2 separate regions of the Rattus norvegicus genome follow, and region 2 is linked to region 1. A link is a contact called in public Hi-C data. All regions are on one chromosome and are shown on one strand. Each heading gives the region's core, a stretch centred on a gene start, on an enhancer-like site or on the middle of the called end of the contact. The rest is flanking DNA. Distances are from core to core; before and after follow the strand shown.

Region 1 (3,631 bases), core at 674-3,173:
AGAGAACAGGGGACTGAAGAAATTGAACTGCCAGTCAAGAATTGTCCCCTAGACGGACATGTGCAAAACAGCTCTGGGGAGCCTAGCTTGTGACTCACAGGCAGTCTCCCCCGCCCCCGACACTGCAGCTGTGGGCAGCATGGCCACCTTCTGATTCACGTTTTCCAAGGTTACCCAGAAAAATGGAAACCATCTGGATGCACCAGCTCCCACTCAGATGGACGCCCACACTGTTCTCAGACTGGCATAGAAGCTTCCATAGTCCCTGCTTGCCCAGAGCAGTTTCCTCAGCTGTAACGTCTGTCTGTCTCCATCATCATCAAACTCCAGGCCCACTGACCCAGAAGGCATCCGCACAGGGTGCCAAATGAACATGGAGCTGCCTGCCTACAGCCAGGGTCTTTTAAAGTCCCCTTACTTGCTGTTCTCCTGGGTAACTGTCCTCATACCAACTACAGGACAGCCCGTGGTGCTCCTTCAATGAACCATTTCTTGTCTGACTTGGGCAATGACACTAGGGTTCCTCTCTAATTTGGGGTTTTGGATATAATGCAAAAAAGGAGGGATGTCCGGAAGGAAAGGGTGTCCTGGGAGAGTCCTCAGAAGTTCCCAGCATATGCTGTCTTGGGAACACCACTCTAGCCGTGTGCAGCTGGCCACTGACAGTCCGACTCCCTGTGTGTGTGTGCGCACACGCATGCTGATTTATGAAGAATTTTCCCGGAAGATAAGCCCCACCTGCGTTTTAGATCTAAGAGTACCCAGTACAATGTGGAGCCTGGTAAAGCGTGCTCTCCTTGCTAGCTGCAGGGCCAGACTCCCTGGCTCTATTCCTACTCCCACATTGGCTGCCTGGCCCAGTTTTCTGGGGACAGTAACGGTTCATCTAGAGACTGCTGGAAGCCTGAAGGAGACACACCAGCTTTGAGGCTCCCGGAGAACACTCAGACAGACTTGGGGGTGGGAGAACGGCAGAGAAAGTACCAGCTCGAAAGTCACTACTGTAGGGACCTAGAGCGTCCCCTGCCCTCTCTGGTAGGGGGTGGCTTAAGTGTCCCTTTTAACAGCCACCCAGGTCCATTTGTATTGAATGAGTCACCCCTCTAAGGCCACCATGTGAAGCTTACATGGTTGTAAGAATCCTCTCATTCTCCTGTTCATGCAGACAGTTGCCCATCCCTGCTGTGGGCTTCACCCCTCTCCCAGCACCTTCACAAGCTTTGGGAGGTTTGGACCCTGTTTGTAGTCATGTGGAGATGCTGGTCTGAAGGGGGGGTCTTGTCTCTAGAGGACCGCAGAGACCTGTGGGATGGATGGTGGTGGATCTGGTGCAGAAGTGGGCCTGAGAGGTCCTTTGCCTGTGTCACCTGCGTGTTAGCAGAGGATATGGAGAATGGGTAACCAGTATGGGGGAGGGGGGAATGGGGAGAGGACAGCCTGGCTGCAGTTGGAAGAATGAGAGGAAGTTGGGTAGGGGAGCACACAAGAACAGGGATGACAACCGAGGCTCTGTGATGCTTCAGAAGGCCCTACCCTTCCCAGGAAGGTGGCTTGTGCCACACTGCAGAGAGTATCAGTTAGGAAACAGAATACCTTAAGGATTGTGTGTTCAGGAGGCTTGGAGGCATGGGGGAGGGGCCGGAAGTCGTCAGAGGCCAGCATTCCCTTCCTTTCTGGAAGCGTGACTGGAGGGGAGGAATAAGGATAGCTATAGTGTGCTGGGTGTGCAAGGGTTGGAGTTTGTCTGGCTTTGGTGTGGGCCTGGGGCGTTTCAGTAGTGTGGTAGGGAATCCACTGCTGAGACGGCAGAAACGCCCCTGGCAAAGTGCCTCGCGCTTCAGAAAGCGGCTGCTTCCTGGCCAGACAAGGAACCAGAACCAGACAGTCTTTTCACGAGGTGACCCTTCGCAAGGAAGGAGGCACAGGCCTCTGAGATTTGAAGTCACCTCCCCCACTTAAAGATACTTGAAACAGCTGCCAGATGGGCCACCTCCCCACGTTTCAAGGCTGCCATCTGGTGGAAGTCTGGGGAATAGCAACTATCTTAAACAAGACCCTTTCTACTCCAGGGGCTCCAGCAACTGTTGACAGGTAAGGTGGACAACATATACCCCTAAAGATCATTTTGCCTGGGAGAAAGAGCATCTCTGGGCCTAGTTGATTGACTGGCAAGCAGAGATGGTGATTGATCTACAAAGTGTCACTTGCCTCCCTCCAAGTAAGCAATGCACAAGATACACGGTACTCATGGGTTCAAATCTTGCCCAGCCTTTGAAGCTAACTCCCATGAACATGACTTTGTTCTTGTGTGTAGGGAATGATGGCCACAGAGATCAGTGTCATCACGTAGCATATGCCTAGTGCCCCTGGTTATTCCCTCTCCAGCTATATTGTTCTCGTGACCCATCAGCTCCGGAGACCCACTGTTTAGAAGACCAAATAATGTCTCCTCCACTGAAGGGTCTGGAGTGGGACAGATTAGCCTGGACTGGTCAGAGTCCTGATGAGAAGGACATGGTGATGCACTTTGGGAGTGGCAAACACAGTGAGGAAACAGACCCTCCTCTGTAGAGCCTCCAAAAGAATTAACCTGCTGAATGGCTTCCGTTCCAGGAGGCTGAGTGTGGACTTTCAGCCTCCAGAACAAGAGATAGAACCAGTGTGGCTTTAGAACCCCATTTCCCCGGCTATAGCATCTGTTGCAACTTGACTTGGGAAAATTAATGCCAAGATCAAGGTTCAGAGGTCAAAGCTCAACAGATGTCTAGACACTGAAACTCACCGGCGCCACAATGTGCAAGTAAATGACCTGAAAACTAGCGGGGTCTCACCCTTGTGTCCCTCGGGTTGGTTCTAGGTCATTTTTATTTATTTCTTAAGGCTGGTGAGATGGCGCCGGTGCCGCGGGGAAAGCACTTGCCACTCAAGCCTAAGGTCCTGAGTTTGATCCCCTTGAACTACAACAACAACAACAACAGCAAATATGTGTGGACAAAAGTGGAAGGAATAACCAACTCCACAAACTGTCTTCTGGATTCCACATACGTGCTGTGGCAAGCGCATCCCCCACGTCATAAGCGCACACACACAATAATAATTCTCATTTGTCAGTATCTAAAAATCACATTTTCACACCATTTTTTTCCTACCTGAAACCCACGTCTCCCCATGGTGATATCTGGACTTGGCAACCAGAACCTTCCAAACCTACTTCCCTCCCACCAGACTTTGAAGATTGTGTTGTCACTATGGCACAGGAGCGTAGTTTAAAGAGGTCGCACTGTAGTGGAAGACATGAATGACAGCCAGTTATTTCTCCACTCAAACCTTCCACTTCTAAATAATATGTTTGCCCTGGGGTGCTCATCTACTGAGTGTCTAGAATGAAAAACAATGGAGAGTTAACTCACTGGACCCCCAGGCCAAGCCCCCTCGCCTCTGGACCTCTCGACCTGACTAAACCGTAGGATTCAGGCTTCAGAAGGTCTTCCAGGAGTGTTACAGAGGGGAACTGAAGACACCTCAGGGTCAGACCTGGTGCTCAACGTCACAGCCTTGGATACTGTTGGGGGAGATATCAGGATTGGAGTGTCAGGTTCCCGAGTCGGAGACCCTTGTCCCCAGGGTCACG
Region 2 (3,631 bases), core at 408-2,907, 290 kb before region 1:
CAGGTATTAACATTCCGATTCGTCACAGTAGCAAAGTTACAGCTGTGAAAATAACAACAAAATGATTTTGTGGCCGGGATCACCACATGAGGATCTGCATTAAAAGGTTGCAGCCTTAGAAGGGTTGGGAACAACTGGCTTAGGAGATGGCCAAGCCCCATGCCTTGGACACTCACGGCATCTGGGAAGTGAATGGATGGAAGGATGTCAGAGGCTGTTTTCCATAAGTCAGGCACTCACTTCTTGTCTCCATGGAGTGCTGGTGGGCTCGGCTGGAAGCCCCTGGGAGGACCAAGCTTAGCAGCAGCAAGCACAGAAGCCACGTCTTCAGGGCCATGCTCCGTCTTCCTGGATGATGCCCGGGAGTTCGGATCCCACAGGGGATGGTGCAGCCTGGGGGTAGAGGTGCAAGGGTGAGCTGTATACACAAAGCCAGGAGGGACCCTAGGTGGTTTGCACAGATATATAGGTGTGCATGGTGTGTGTCTGCGCTTATGAGGTGTGCAAATGCATATTAGTGCACATAGCTACAATTGTCAGGGGAGAGTGAGTGAGCTGTGCATAGGTGGCTGTCTTGGGACATCCTTGGGCCTGTCTGTCCATCTATGCCAGGAGCTGGGAGGAAGGCACCCAGGCCTTAGTGGGAAGCAGATTTATGGGATACCCTGTGGTTAGCAGAGGTGGAGAACAATTTGCTCAGCCTCAGAGGTAGCTAGAGATCGGGGAGTAGAGATTGGGGACCTCAGTGCCCAGTCCTTCCCCACACTTGGTCTGGGCCCTTCTGACACTGAGAGCCAGGCAGTCAATGGAGGACACTTAGCACCCCCATCCCTAGTGAGCTCACTCACGGCTCCTACAGTAACCGGGGACTTCAGCCCTAGTTTGCTAACACTCCAGAGTGAGCCTGCGGCACCTGCCTCTCCTCCCAGAGCCCCCTTGAATAACAAGAGAGGGCTGCTGCTGTTGTGTGTGGGAACTGGTGCCCTGCTGAGGGAGAGTGACATAACACATAGCGTCCATCTGTGATACTTCCTGCAGGGGACCCTTTTCTCCTCCTCTACCCGTGACATTTCAGGTCCTATTAGAAGGTGCTCAAGGAAGAGCTCCCCAAGCCCCCACTCTGAGCTGATTTTGATCTCCAGCTCCTCCTTGTCCACACAGAGCCGTCTGTCAGAGCTCTCTAAAATGCCTACCCGCTACAGTCCTGCTGGGATGTACCACACAGTGCAGGGGAACCCCAACCAGAGGAAATGAACATGCCACCATGAATCACTGTAAAGACTGCACCCACTCAGGCTAGGTGATGGGTACCTAGAATCCCAGCCAACCCTGGTTCCTGAGCCTTGGGTACCCACTTTCTGGAGTGCTGCAGACCTGTCTGCCCAGGGTGCCTTCCGGGCTCTGCTTGAGGTGTCCCACTGAAGGGCATCTTACTTGTCCTCCATTGAGGACAGCCCTTGAGTGTCAGAGACCGCAGAAGCGTGTGGTCCTAGACCACAGACCACAGGCAGCTCTCTCTGCTTGTCCTGTTTGGGGCCGGCACCTGGCTACCCAGTAAGCCGGGCAGAAGTCACAGCAACACCCACCCCTCTCCAGCACTGCCAAGTTACTCACCCTCTGTCCCTTGAGTGGTGATAAGGCTGCCTGGGCGTGAGGTGAGGCCTGCCTGGCTGTGCACCTTTTATAGGCCAACAAGGAGCAAAAGACGCCCCCGGTCCCCTCCTTGAGATGGCGTCTTTGCTTATAGCCTGCAGTTCCCACTGCGCCTCTTCTCTCATGAAGACACTCCGTCTTTTTTTTTCTTCTTCTTTTCCTTTCTTTTTACCTTAAAAAAAAAAAAAACACCCAACAAAAACCCCTCTCGTCAGTGATGTGATTTGTTCCTTCCTGAATTATATAATTTCATTTGGGCCAAGTGCTTTAAAACACATTAACCTCCCCCTCTTCACGCTCGCCTTTGGGCAGACGCCACAGTGACGTGTCCACCGGTCCTCTAATGTGAACGTGGCCATCAAACTGGAATATGGCCTCTTCTGAATACGTGCCCCCCCTTCTCTGCCTCACTTGAGCCATGACTTCCGGGAATGGTGGCCAGGAAGTCCCTCAAACCCAGGTGGGTGCTTCCTACTCTGGTTGTCCCCTCAGGTTGCTTCTCCACCTGTGTGGCCTCTAGACACATTCCTTTTATTCATCCTGACTCTGTGACTTAGAACAGGCCAGATTGTTGATACAAAACAAACAGAAGCCTGACGTTGTGGTACATTACTGTAACCCCAGCACTGTGGAAAGTGAAGCAGGAGGATGGCTGTGAATTCAAGACCAGGCTGCCTCCATAACGCAGAAACAAATTAAAAAAATTGAAAACAGAGAGTGTTACTTTTATTGTAAAGAAGGTTTAAAGGTTGGACGTGGCAGCGCTGGTCCTTAACCCCAGCGCTGAGGTTGCGAGAGCAGAGGTGTGGAAGATCTGTGACGATCACTGGCCAGTCAGCTTAGCCAAATTGACAACCTCCAGGATCAGTGATTCAAAAACAGAAAGTGGAAAAATGAGTGAGGAAGACTCCACATTAATCTCTGGTCTTCATGCACAAGTGCACAGGGTCCCCTCATAGATGTATACATACATCACCCCATAATACATGGCTGCACGCATGCACACACACACACACACACACACACACACACACACACTCTTTTATACACACACCTTTAAAAAGGAAGTCTATTGTGTTGTAAAGGCAATTTACATGTGATGAGAAAAAAAACAGAAGAGCCTGGATAATGTGAAAAGGCCAGTGTTCGCGTGTCGGGTGTTTACGTCTGGGAGTTCCCTGTGCCTTCTGTAGACTCATTCTGCTTTACAGGTGCTGAGCCTCATTCTTTTGTCACCATATCCTGGAAGGGTTAAAATATCTGTAGGTCTGTGCTGTCGAAAATGACTGTGCAATATTTTGCCATTTAACTGGCCCTGTCATCCCCACGTCAATAGTTACAGATTATACAAAATGTCATCTAAATGCAGTAGAACATTCTTGAAGGAGCTGTGCATGAGAAGAGACAAAGCAAGCATCTCCCCCGGATCACCATTTCCTGTAGAAAAGCTTCAGGCTGCCACTTCACCCTTTGGTCACCTGGTCAGTGCAACATTTGCGTTCTCTTCCTTGGAGAGAGAATGGGTGCCTCTTCCCTTAGAAGAGGGCTCTGGCCAGTGGGCTTCTTGGGAGATCTGGTAGGGGGTGGGTATGGTAAGGATGAGGAGGAGGGCATAGCCTGAAGATTAGGGTCAAGGGGAGTCTTAAACTTTTGCTTGGTGCCTTGACTCCGTCTGTGGCTAGCTCGGGCATTAGCAATGGTGAAAGCCTGGTCTCCTACCTTGGTGAGAACTGCCTTGGTAGAACATGCTCCTGTCTTGTGGGAAATTCCCCTGGATGTGTCTGCTCAGTCCTAGGGTCCATGGGGACTGCTGTGAGACTTTGGGAGCTGGAGTGGGTATCCTGAACATCATCGTGGGTCTAGGTCTATCTGCCCGTCTATCTGTCCATCTATCTGTCCATTTGTCTCTGTCTGTCTGTTTGTCTCTATTTTTATCTCCCTCTCCTTCTCCCTCTCTCCTCCCTCTCTCTGTCTGTCT

Evidence for each region. A called contact is a pair of places that touch in the nucleus more often than the background predicts.
Region 2: a Hi-C map of the A7r5 cell line shows a contact between it and region 1, with 5 times the contacts expected there. The contact joins the promoter of Prlh here to the enhancer-like site in region 1. A contact is called at or near these places in 6 of 12 Hi-C or Micro-C datasets (the A7r5 cell line, Schwann cells, frontal cortex and 2 more).

The regions. Positions count from the first base shown.
Region 1 is chr9:98,701,608-98,705,238 of GRCr8, reverse strand. It overlaps LOC134480410 (a long non-coding RNA gene), which reads left to right. Exons shown (of 2, transcript XR_010054867.1): 2 at 1-3,631. Among named protein-coding and RNA genes, the nearest start is that of Cops8, 48 kb to the right of the region's middle. Within about 2 kb of position 1,923, at least 35 of the 93 cell types and tissues checked have an H3K27ac peak or open chromatin away from gene starts, as enhancers often do. A contact at or near this core is called in the A7r5 cell line and Schwann cells, where this site is marked.
Region 2 is chr9:98,992,189-98,995,819 of GRCr8, reverse strand. It overlaps Prlh (prolactin releasing hormone), which reads right to left and starts at 1,657. Exons shown (of 3, transcript NM_022222.2): 1 at 1,611-1,657; 2 at 241-393. The coding sequence starts at 337.